2 separate regions of the Rattus norvegicus genome follow, and region 2 is linked to region 1. Evidence: chromatin contacts called from public Hi-C data. All regions are on one chromosome and are shown on one strand. Each heading gives the region's core, a stretch centred on a gene start, on an enhancer-like site or on the middle of the called end of the contact. The rest is flanking DNA. Distances are from core to core; before and after follow the strand shown. Region 1 holds the start of Ccng2 (cyclin G2). Region 2 has its middle 49 kb from the start of Sowahb.

Region 1 (6,021 bases), core at 3,429-5,928:
TGTTCTCACAGATGATGGCCCAGGCTCCCGGTCAGCACACTTATTCTGCATTGCCAACTCCTTTGATAATAGCCCCAAGTACTTCTCACACTCCCCATTATCTAACACTAAGTCACAATGTAAGAAGCATACCATTTCATGTTAAGTTTTGCACTTCCTTAACCAGACTATCAGTTTAAGTAAGGAAAAGCACTGTGCTTTTGTTTTGGTTTTCATGACTGCAGAAACTTACGGAAGTGGCCCACCTAAGGAGCTTTTTAAGAAACTGCTAGTGACCTTTGGTAGTACTACTGAGATGACTCAGTTCTCCAGACATAGATATGAGGGGATGCCCTCGATCACCTTAGTGTAGTTAGTGTATTTTCTAGTCCATGGCTGAGAACAGTCATTGGGAGTATGCACCGCTCTCCTGCCTTCGGGCATGCCTATCCCAGGAGTGTACTTATATGTTGCAGTGCATAGGTGAGGACAAGGACAGCTCTCCTGCACAGAACGAGCACCTGCATTCAGAAAGAAGCTGACTAAGTCAGGGTTTCTTATGGCTTAACACTGCCTAGGCCAAAAATGGTAACACCTGACATACAAGAGAAAAATGCACAAAGACACTGAGAATTTCACAAAGGATTGTATAAAGTAATTAAGATACCGCAAGAAGAAAAAAGGAAACACCAGAAAAAAAAAAAAAAACAACAAAAACAAAAACAAAAAAAAGCTTGCTTTAATAAGCAAGGCCTAAAGGTATTTACCTTCAAATGTTTTTTAACAAGCAGGAGAATTTCCAGCAGTTCAACGGATTTTATTGTTTCTATTTCCAAATTGAGAAGGCACAGAGCTAATACAGATGGCTACAAAAAAAAAAAAAAAAGTAAACAAACATTAGGGAGAAAATCAAACTAGGATCGATAAGACATAGTTAAACAAGAAACAGACTCACTTTTGCTTTTGAAAAGACAAGCCGGCAGTTGCAAGCTTTCAGCTGAGCTTCCAGTTTATCGAGGCTCAGAACTTCCTTCCTGTACAACGAGAGAGAGAAGATGTATTAGCCCTTCAGAAGGCTACCTCATCCCTAGGGGCTCACGTCCAAGTTGAAAGTTTGGACAGAGTGAACACAGCACTTTGTCTCGGCAATCTAATTTCCTTCCTCGGTGGCAGCCACACCGAAGGCCAGGGATGCCCCGCTGAGCCCCGCTCACCTCTCTGGACTATGACAAAATACAATTGCGTGGTACAAGTGCAAAAAGTTTAAGGCAGTGGTGGCTTCCAGCTCATAGTGCAGTTTCTCTGAGATGATTTTCTCCATTCGTTTGATGTCAGACGCTGTGCATTTACACTGACTGATCCGGATCACGTCGTGCGTCGGGGGGATGTCGCATTCTTCCTCCGCCAGTCTGGCTGCCAGCAAAAAGCAGCAGACTCCAATGCAGGACAGGTGTTTGGGCTTCACCTGGGAAGCAGAACACAAGGGTCAGTCAGCACTTGGACGCTCAGAAATCACGTCGTCACGTTGCTTCTCTTAGATGCACTCGCCTTTACCCACAGTTATTTTTACATTTTAGACCCCTGTAACCTCTCTTTAACTAGAAAAATGGCTATGGAAGCATTTGTTAAATTTAAATGCAGGTTAAACAAAATCCCAAAGCTGGTTCAAAAGCTTGCTTTCTGGCACCGAATTACAGTTTGTATTTCAGACTTAGGAAAACTGAGAACAGTACATCTACCCTCAAAATAACCCTCTGAACACACACACACTCATGAACACACTCATACACACTCTCCTGCTTGGATGAAGGAAAACTATGCTGCATCTTGTCTTTTTGTACAAAACTCTACCACTACATGATGTAATCTTGCCCAGCAGAAGCACCCCATTGACTGCTCAGGGCAGAGGACATATGGAGGTCTGCTGTGGACAGATGGCTGCCCTTTTCTTTTCAGGGCCCTAAAAAGTGACCCAGCAGCTAACAGTGATCCTATTGGCCAGAGAATTTCTTTTTTTTTTTTTTTTAACAGTTGCTGCTGACTATTAATAAGACCTCGGCTGCCTGCTGTGAAGGCCTTACAGAGAAGGGAGCAGGCCACCTTTAGCATAATTTTATACTTCATTTGTCTTGATTCAGTGTTAAAACCATGCAGGCTCCAAGGGGAACATGATAAAAAATGAAAACGTAACACATACACACACACGCCACATACACAGAGTAAAAAATGAAAATGTAACACACACACACACACCCTACAGTTTTATTGCTATAAAAGGTCTAGCTTCTTTTATGCCAGTTTGGGCACTTTTATAAATGAGCCTATAAAAGATATTATGGTATTTTTCACAAAGTGAATTTTAATTAATTCTTCTCACCTCCCTCCTCCCCGAGCCCCTGTAAACACCTATGCTGAGGGCTTAAGGTGTAGCGGTCTCCCTTTGTAACGTCTTCCAAGAGAACGTATTTAAGAGGTATGGAAAAACCTTATTTAAAATCCAGAAATACAATTTTTCAGTCTCCCTAGTATGAATGATCACAATTCTGATTACTTTCAGTTTATGAATAAGAGGGTTTTTTTTTTGTTTTGTTTTTTTTTTTTTTGGTTCTTTTTTCCGGGAGCTGGGGACCGAACCCAGGGCCTTGCGCTTCCTAGGTAAGCGCTCTACCACTGAGCTAAATCCCCAGCCCCGAATAAGAGGTTTTATTACATTCATTTGACAAATATTACTGAGCCCTGTATGTGTTAGAGACCGTGTTGGGCACTGGACATTGGAAACGTGTGGATCTGTCAGAAGTGGAAGCGCACACTGTTGACCTAGCACTTGGGGTAAGGGGGATGAGGTTTAAGATCAGAGCTACACAGAGAAAACATGTCTCAGGGAAAAAAAAAAAAACAAAATAAAATAAAGATATAAAATACAATGTAGATTTTATAAAAACCGATTAAATACCTTCATCAGGGCCAAGAATCTATCCAAAATATTGACAGCCAGAACAAAAGTTTCAGTGCCAGATCCAAAAAAGTTAGTTAAACTTCTTAAATCTTCAACTTTGGCATTTCTCAGTCTTGAACACAAAGTGTTATCATTCTGAAATTAAAAACCAAGAATCAAAGCTTATTTTCTTAGAATGGAATAGAGAAGTTTCAAAAACTACTCTCCCTTCAGTTTTCACCACTGCCGTGTATGCTGTGACCTCCTAAAGCTAAAGCTATCAGTATACGTTCAGATATAAAAGATACATCACTGCTTCTAAAATGTATCCACTACAGAAGAACTTTGGCAGTTCATTCCAGGCAGTTACAGTAGTTCTTTGATGAGGTTTCTGTTTTCTAAAATAATTTAAGATCCTATTATAAATATTCCCTAGGAACTTCCCACCACCAGAAGAAACGCCTCTAACAGTACATTTGGTATAACTTCCACATTCACTGAAAACAAAAGCATAACCCTGCCCAGTTTCAGGTTTTTCTTAGTCCGGGGAGGCCAATTTTGGATTTAACTTTGTGGCCTTTGGTACTGCTTTCAACCGAGGAAAAACAAAATATTCCCAAGTCCTATCACTTCTCAAATTTACCTCTGGGGTAGCCTCCATCAAGGTCAGCCCTTTTTCTCGAGGTTGGTATCTCTGTTCTTGTTCCAGGTAGAAGTTCAACAATCCGAAAAGCTGAACCCCTTCGCCACCTGCCAAGTGCTCGGCCCCCAAATCCTTCATCTGCAGCAAATACACCGCGGCCGGTTAAGAATATATTCAGGATATGAAGGGGGTGTGAGAAAAAAGACTTGGCCGCGATCCCTCAGCTAGGGGCGCCCCAGCTCACACAAGCCAGAACCGGGTGAGGGGATCCGTCACGTCGACCAGCCTCTGGGGAATCCTCCCCTAAAGACAAGGAGGCGTGGCATGGGGGAAGGATCTCGGTCACCTCCGCTGGCCAGGGCTAGTTCTGACCAGCCCTCTGGCCGATGGCGTTTGACAAACAGGAAAACTGTCCAAGGAGCGTAATGTCTCCTACTGTCCGTATCACCTGGATAGCACAGCAGGGACTTCTGCCTGCACTCTAGGCCCTAGAGAAAAGCGGGGGGACCGGAAGATTGAAGCCACCGAAGCGGGTTCTGGGGCGGGGCGTTGCACAATAGGAGAGAAGGGAGGGGGAGTCTCGAGACTGAACAAAGAACTGGAAGGAGGAGGCTTCGGAGCCCCGCCCCGGGACCCGTCCCGGAGCCCACCTCCAAGCTGTCCCCTACGCTTCTGCAGCTTAAAGGAGCCCCGCAAGTGGAGACAGAGCGGCCCACCAGCTTGGGAGGTGCTGGGAGGACAAGGGGAGTCCAGTCTGCCCGCGCCGAGCAGGAACCTAATACTTCGGTTCAGTAACGGTGCTGAGTCCCCGGGCTGTCAACCCCCGTGTGGCCTCACAACATCCCGGAGCCCCTGTCAGTCCCTCGGATGCGACTGGGGGACTCTACCGTCCTAGCAGACTGCAATCCAAACCCGGAGCCACCCGGGAGGCCCACTCACCGTGTCGGCCCCGGCGTCGCGGACCGGCGCGGCGGGGGCGTCCGGACCCTCCTCCGAGGTAGGGGACAGCCTGCTCAGCGGCGCCCCGACACCCGCATCCGACTTCCCCGCCGCCGCCGGGTCTCACAGCCCGGGCTTCATGCTGCTCCTCAGCCGGGCGCTGCGCCCGCCCTGCACCTCCACCTCCTCCCCGCTCCGCCGCAGACTCCCGAGCCGAGCAAACCCCTTGTTTTTGTTTTGAGTCTGCGACGCCCCCAAGGGGCGGGGCGCGTGACTCCGCGCGGAGGGATCCTCTCTCCCTCATTCAGTGGATCTGAAAAAAAAGAATCCCTGCTCCAAGCCTCATTACCCAGACTCTCCTAGTCCTTTCTCTTCCTCTTGGCTTTGCCGAGCCAGGATCTAGGGTGAGGAATGGAATCTAGATTTCAGCCTCATTTCAGGATGAAGCCGGAAGGGAGCAAAGATGAGAGAGCTGGTCGGAGAGCGGAAGGAGACCTTCTCTAGACGCCTCACACCGTTTAAAGGTCCCCGATTTGTTTTGTTTTCGCTGTTTTAAAAAGTCCGCCCAAAGTAGCCTGCTCCCTGATTGGATAGGGGTGGGGCAAGCCGACTGCTGAGGACTTGATTTAATCTCGAATCTGGATTGGCTGGCCGATTGGCTGTTGCGTCCTCTGATTGGCTCTCATTATATCCTGAGTCTCTTATCTTCTTCGGGGGCCTTAGCAACTCCGGGGTCTAGATTGCGCATGCTTGGGTGGGTGGCATTTGTGGAGCTTGGTTACGTGCCGGGGTCCACAGTTGCCTATCGGCTCTAGCTAAGTGTAGGCGAGGCCCAAGACTGTCGCTTCTGGTCACACCCCCGAAAATCTGGGGTCACATAACTCTGTAACAGCGTTTCCACGAGTGCAGAAGGGCGTCCTCAGCTTCTTAGTTGTACCACCGATGCAATAAGCAGTCAATCTACAACATTTCTTGAAATGCCTACCGAGATATTTGTTTTAAAAAAACAAAAAACTCTTGACTCAGGAAAGAAAAAAAAGAAGCTAGGCTCAACTACTTGGTTACACAGCTGAATTGTTGAAGTTAAGCCGTGGGTGGTAGAGACTGAGTTACAGAATTGTTAATGCATTTGTGGACCTTGACATTTTTTTCCATAAAAAAAGTTCAAAGGAGGGACTTTTCTATAAAAACTGCAGATTGACGAGGGTATATAAATATCTAGTAGGTATAATAGCGTGCTTCTAGAGATTATGGTTGTACTGTTTGCTTTCGGTTTTAATGAAGGCTCCCACAGCCGCTTGGTTCTTGATCGCCCATAAATTATCATTTATTGTCTATTATAATTAACGTTGTTATTAAGCTGACACCTCTCCTAAGGCAGAGCAAAAACCAAACCAACTAGATGCCTTAGGCAGAACTAACTTTCACACGGAGTGGAGTATCAGTAAGGAGGTAGGAAAAGTCCCTAGGTGGTTTTGGTTTTGGTTTGTTTGTTCGTTCGTTTGTTTGTTTTACTTTCTGTTTT
Region 2 (6,314 bases), core at 3,075-5,574, 270 kb after region 1:
GGATGTAGTGCAGGATAATAGACAGCATTTTTAATAATTTTACAGCAGCAATACTGTAGCTCAGCGCATGGTCTGCACAACTGTATGAGGATTAGTCTTTGTAGCTCACATCTGTTGCACGTTGAGGTGGGTTCATTTTTTTCCATGTGTCGGCCACACTTCACGTCTCATACCATACCTGGAATTCTATAAAAACACGCCTTGTGGCACTTTATCTAAATCTCACGTAAGGGAACTAAGGCCTATCATGTGACCTGCCCAAAGTTACTCACTTAGTACAAATCGGAGTTGAGTCAGGAACTCAGGTCTGTTTTCTTCTTACATGCCGAGTGCAATGACAGAGAGATTTCTGAATTGTCTGCATGGCAATCATAAAGAACCCACTGAACACAGATGCCTGGTACCAGCCCAGCCTCATTTCCCCAAAGGTGAAGCGTTAGCCCTTAGCATGCTATCTCTGATGGCTCATGCTCCTATACAAGGTGCCCTGGACTGGGGCACTTTCTAACCACAGACATTGACTGCTTTCGGTTCTGGGGAGACTGGGAAGTCCAGGGTCAAAATGCCAACTGATTTGGTATCTGATGGGGTTCACGCTGCCTCACAGACGCCATCTTGGGTTGGTAGGAGTACCATACTCCCTTGAGTCTCCCATTACAGCATTATAATCCCATTCAGAAGGGTGGAGCCTCACTTGCCAAAAGGCCTCACCTCTTTTTTTTTTTTTTTTTTTTTTTTTTTTTGAGCTGGGGACCGAACCCAGGGCCTTGCGCTTGCAAGGCAAGCGCTCTACAACTGAGCTAAATCCCCAACCCCAAGGCCTCACCTCTTGACCATTCAGACCATAGCACTCAGCTTACAAGATCCTTTCTTACAATTGTTCCTTCGCCTCTTCCCAGTGTCCCCGTCCCCAGAGGTGTACATGCCACATACATACCTGGACACACGGCTTTACACACAGGGATCTGAGATCACGAGTTCCTTCTTGATATCTCTACCTCCTCCCAGCCTACACCCTAGTGAAATTCCTCTTATTTTTCTGGGATCCTCAGGAGCTGCACCCTCTGAGAGCCTGCCTTGCTGCCTCTCCCCCAGGGCAGGATGCTGCTTTTCTGAGCCTTTCTTGGTTCTGTCAGTGTTAGGGCTAACTCTAAACTCAACAGGAAGTCCACAGCTCATTCTCACATCTTGTTTTCTACGGCGTCAGTGAGGCATTGATAGTCTCAATTACAAACGGTCTCTTTTTCCCGGTGATGCCAACGGGTTCAAAGCAATATTTTCAGTGCAAACCCAATAATTTTAGTGGTCATATTGGTCTCATTTGACTAAAAAAAAAACAAAAAAACAAACAAAAAAACCAACAGTCGAACATGCACACAAAGTGAGAGTTTTTCTAGAAGACAGGAAATAGAAGAGGGTAAATGGTTGTTTTCTTAACCTCTAAAGAAGAATTTAGAACATTTTATTCTCCATCCTACTATTGAAAGTAAATATAGATCCAAGAACAGTTCATTTGTGTTTCGTTTTCTAATTATAGAAGTGCAAACAAATCCAGCAGTAGAAAGATTGGCAGAGTGATTCTGGATTACCCATAGTCCCTCCCCCATAGTCACCAATGGTCTACTCATTGTTTTCAAAGGATACAAACATTACAGCATTTTTATTAACTTAAAAATTTGTCGAACATTGTTGTGGAGGTTGGAAAACCAGTCATGGGTGTAAGAGTGAAACAAGCCCATGTCCTCATCAGGGACCCGGCAAAGGCTGTGGTCCAGGTCCTCTTTGAGAACTTGGGGGTCTCAGGTAGGGATGGAAGCACTTACTTGAGGTCCCAGCTCCTACAGGACAGGAAGACTGTGGTTCACTACCAACCTGGGTTATGTAGTGAGACCTCTCAGAACAGGGAATGGGGTTGTGTAGGATGTCACACAGGTGAAGGCAGGTACAGGATAGAACGAGGCCTGTCATTGGACGAGAAGGAAGGATGGGCGGGAGAAAAGTCTGAGGGAAGAGGAGGAGACGGGAATGGAAGGGGACTGGAGGTGAAGCCGCTGAGAGAACATGGAGGCGGATGTTAAGATTCCTCTCTGCACATTTACAGGTTGTTATGAATATTCTTAAGGGATGGATGTGTATAGGGATTTGTATGTTTAGGTGGGCAATTGTATCTTATCAATTGGATCAGAGGTTACTGTGTTGTGTGTTCTTTCACGTGACGATTTAAGTTTAAGAGAGTGTGTGGCAGCTGGAGACACTAAGCCACCATGGAATTGGGATGTATATGTCTGGCATGGTGGCAACCTGCCTTGGGAACTAGATAGGTAGAGAGATTGCTGCCAGGCTCAGAGAGAAGCCATCGGCAGTGTGATATGGGATGGAGCAGAGTGGGTGAGATGCTTTGCTGACTGAGATGAAGATATCTACCAGATATCTTGGGGCACTGCAGTTCTGGATCTAGTGTGGGGTAAAAGAAAGCCATTTTTTATAATTTTACAGCAACAGGTGTGAACCCATTTTTTGAGCATAGGAAGGGGCTGACACCAGCTGATCCATCATTCTATCTCACTGCTCAGTTTTGCAAGCATCTGGTTGAGGGCCAGGTAAGAAACAAGATGTTCTTTAAGATGTGAGGTTCTTCAAGGGGCAGTAGACAGACAAGGATCGCAGTTAGACTTTGGACAGCGTCTCTGGCCAACAGTCCGCTTCCATTGCTAATGTGTGTTGAGAAAGAATAGGCCCGGGTTGGGGATTTAGCTCACTGGTAGAGCGCTTGCCTACAAGCACAAGGCCCTGGGTTCGGTCCCCAGCTCCAAAAAAAAAGAAAGAATAGGCCTGGTGTAAACTTTTCACTGTTCTACAATCTGTGTGATTTGGGGGGGGGGGGGCATGCTGTTTTTCTTATCTCTGTAACAAAACACCATACAGAAACAACTTAAAGGAGGGAGACTTGGGTTCACAGTTTGAAAGGGTGTAGCCATGGTAGTAGGGAAAGTCATGCATGGAGGAGCCGATGACTGTGTAGTCCAGGAAGCAAGAAGTTCTGGACATAGCACGGGCATAGAACCACGAGGGCCCGCCCCTCGTAATCCACTTCCTGTAGCTAAGCCCCACCTCCTAAAGGTTCCACAACCTCCCAACCGAGCGCCATGAGCCGGAAACCAAGCATTCAAACACACGGCCCTGTGGAGGCCTTTTGCCTTTCAATCATAACAGAGCATTTTTCAACTTTTAAGAATTATTAATATTTATCTGCGTGTTGTGTATTTGTGGGCGGGGTTTCATGCATACATGCATTGTGTTCAGGAGTCCTCCTCACGAATACCATCCATGTCCTTTGAGACACGGTGCCTCTTTAGCATGGAGCTCATCAATTAGGCTGGGCTGGATGACCAGAGAGCCCTGGGGATGCTCCTGCTTCTGTCTCCCCAGCATCTGGACTACACGGGCTTTTAAAATGTAGGCTCGGAGGCTTTAACTAGGGTCCTTATGTTTGCGAGGCAAGCACTTTACTGACTGAGATATCCACATTTTTCAACTTTAAAAAAAAAATCATTTCAGAAGCTTCAGTAAAGGGCAGTGACTTGAATGACTTAGCCTTGGAAAGCCTCTGGTGGGGGTGGGCTCCACACAGGCTTCTCTCCCAACTTTCCTCAGTAAGGCACTTACAGGGGCAGCTCCGTATGGAGCCCAGGGAAGCAGTGTCAGATGGGAACACATGGGGTCAGATGGTTGGAGAGGCAGCCAGATGGTTGGAGGAACTGAGCCAGAAAAATATTAAAGCAGACACGGGTGGACACCCCTGAAGCCCGGCACACGAGAAAAGGAGGAGGCACATTCTCTTAGGGCCACAGAAGGAAATCAGGACTTTGATTTAAATAACTCACTTTGGGAGCTGGGGGTCAGAAAATCAAGGCAGAGAAAGCCAGGTTCTTGATGGTTAAAAATTTAAATCTGAAGAGCTGATTCCAAGATGCCTTCTGCGTCTTAGAAGCACAGCAGGACCAGTGAGAGATTGGTAACAGATGTCTGTCTCTTCAGGGAAATACGGAAACCCACGATGTGTATCTGCCCCATTCCTTCCCCCAGCCCCTGTAGGCAGCTCCCATCCGGAAACCCTCGTAAAGCCCGAAGCCGCCTTCCCACTACGTAGCTTGCTCTGTCATTACAAGGGGACAAGGAAGAATCCAGCGTTTCCCACTAGGTTCACTGACCCAAGAAGCAAGGCCAGGAAGAACTGCTGACTGAATTCCTCCTCCCTCCCAAGGAGCCCAGGGCACTGCAGAGTTGCAGGATCCTCGAGAGAGAGCGAGCGGCCTTTGTGCAAAGTGCAGGTTCAGCTGAATGCTTGAAATGGCTCTCCAGACCGCCTGGCCTTGGGTCTTCTCCAGGACCAACTGTAAGACAGTGAGAGGATGCCTAAGCCCAGAGGCTGTTGAGTAACAGCCCTGTGAAGTCACCCGCTGGGAGGCTGGCTAGCCGGATGAGCCCATCCCTTTGGGCAGGTTAAATGACCAGCATCACTGTGACCCAAGAGGGGCTTCACAGCTGAGGACTGGAGAGCTACACAATATGCAATCACGGTGATTTCCTCTGAATGTGAAGTATCCCAGAGGGTAGGCGGGAGATGAGGGGGCTGGAGGGGGAGGGGCTTTTGTAGCCGAATCAGCATGAGCAACCACAGTACCTCAGAAATGCATTTCACAGAAATCCAAAAAGAAAGTGATTTTTGTCACAGATTGTAGATCTAATTATCGATGGCCTTTCTAAACTATTTTTTGACTTGCGCTACCTAATTGCTTTGCTTGAATTTGTTTTCCTAGACATCTTTCTAACACCTAAACGTGTTCCTCGTAAAGGAGAGAGCAGAGCGCTGGGCCACAGTTTGAGTTTATGTAACAAGCTGAATTCTTTTGCTGTTTTAGGCCTGAAGGAATCCACATGTAAATGTAGATGCAGTGTGGACTTCTAAGGTTTTACTAAGTACCAAAGACAGGAAACAATGAAGTTTAGTGGCTCGGGATGGACTCTATTCTTACCCAACCAACTTTTTTATTTTTTATTTTTTATTTTTAGGGTTTCTCTACGTAGCCCTGCCTAGCCTCGAACTCAGAAACATGCCTGGCTTTGCCTCCTGGGTTTAAAGTCGTGCATCACCACATCTGGCCTACTTTTGATTTTTAAAAATGTTTTTCCAAGGCAGGTCCTCCTTGCTATATAGCCCTGGCTGGTCTCGTTCTCACTTTGTAGCCCAGGCTGGCCACAACCCTCTGGCAATCCTTTTACCTCACCCCCCCCCCGTCCCCCAAAACTTGAGATTACAGCCACCTATCACCACACCCAGCTCTTGCCAATTTTAAAATTATTCCTTATTATTTATTTATTTATTTATTTATTTATTTATTTACATGTATGTGTATATGCCACAGCTCATGTGTGGAGGTCAAACAACAGACGACCTTTCAGGGTCAGTTCCCACCCTCCCCTGTGGGTCTTGGGATCGAACTCAAGTTGAAAGGCTTGGTCAGCAAGTGCCTTTACCACTGAGCCTTCTCACCAGCCCCTTGCCAACTGTTGTTAACGTGTTTTGATCCCAGCCATGGTAGTGAGGTGGGAAGCAGAGACACGAAGGGAGAAGGAGGGGGATGTAAGAAACATCTTAGGGCTTAGTTAGTCATCCCTCTTGCTTCCTGGACCCATGGCTGCCCCCTTGCCAGGGCTATTTTTGTCTCCTCCCTATGTCTTCTTTCAGCTTTGCTCAGATTGTAGGCAGGCAGTGAGGCGTGAGGGCGGAGTCTCCAAACCGGGGCTCCGAAAACACCGGAATCTCCTGTAGTTTTCCGTAAACCTTGCTCTCTGTGGTATAAGTAGACTTGATTCTCTCAGCTGCCAGTCCAGTTCCCCTCCTTTCCTCTCACATTTATAGGACTGGGCTTGAGAAATAAAAAAAAAAAAAAGAGGGAAGGCTCAAGAGAGCAACAATGTTGAAAGCTTCGAGGTCCATTTGCTCTTTCAGCTCTCGACTCCTGGGCGTGGGCAAACAGGTTGGAAGGGTTCAAAACCTTCGAGGATTGGCTGTAGGCTGTGGGAGGGGACCTGCTGTCAAATGGCTTGGGGTAGGCGTTGAGACTAGAGCACCACCGTAGTTTGCCAATGCTACATCGGTCACTTCGGTTGGCTTCGAGGATTTAGTCAGAGGGCGCAGGTCCAGGCCATCCACAGACAGGAATCAAGAGGTAAGTGTGCCGGTTAGTTTTTGTCAACTTGACGCAAACTAGAGTCACCTTGTGGTGGTTTGAATAAGAATGGCCCCCACA

Evidence for each region. Hi-C and Micro-C count contacts between places; a contact is called where the count stands out from the background.
Region 2: a contact with region 1 is called in a Hi-C map of liver, with 4 times the contacts expected there. The contact joins the enhancer-like site here to the promoter of Ccng2 in region 1. A contact is called at or near these places in 2 of 12 Hi-C or Micro-C datasets (liver and mammary epithelial cells).

The regions. Positions count from the first base shown.
Region 1 is chr14:15,092,512-15,098,532 of GRCr8, forward strand. It overlaps Ccng2 (cyclin G2), which reads right to left and starts at 4,679. Exons shown (of 8, transcript NM_001105725.2): 1 at 4,497-4,679; 2 at 3,558-3,695; 3 at 2,933-3,070; 4 at 1,194-1,444; 5 at 935-1,013; 6 at 747-845. The coding sequence starts at 3,695.
Region 2 is chr14:15,359,702-15,366,015 of GRCr8, forward strand. No RefSeq gene overlaps it. Among named protein-coding and RNA genes, the nearest start is that of Sowahb, 49 kb to the left of the region's middle. Within about 2 kb of position 4,325, at least 14 of the 93 cell types and tissues checked have an H3K27ac peak or open chromatin away from gene starts, as enhancers often do. A contact at or near this core is called in liver, where this site is marked.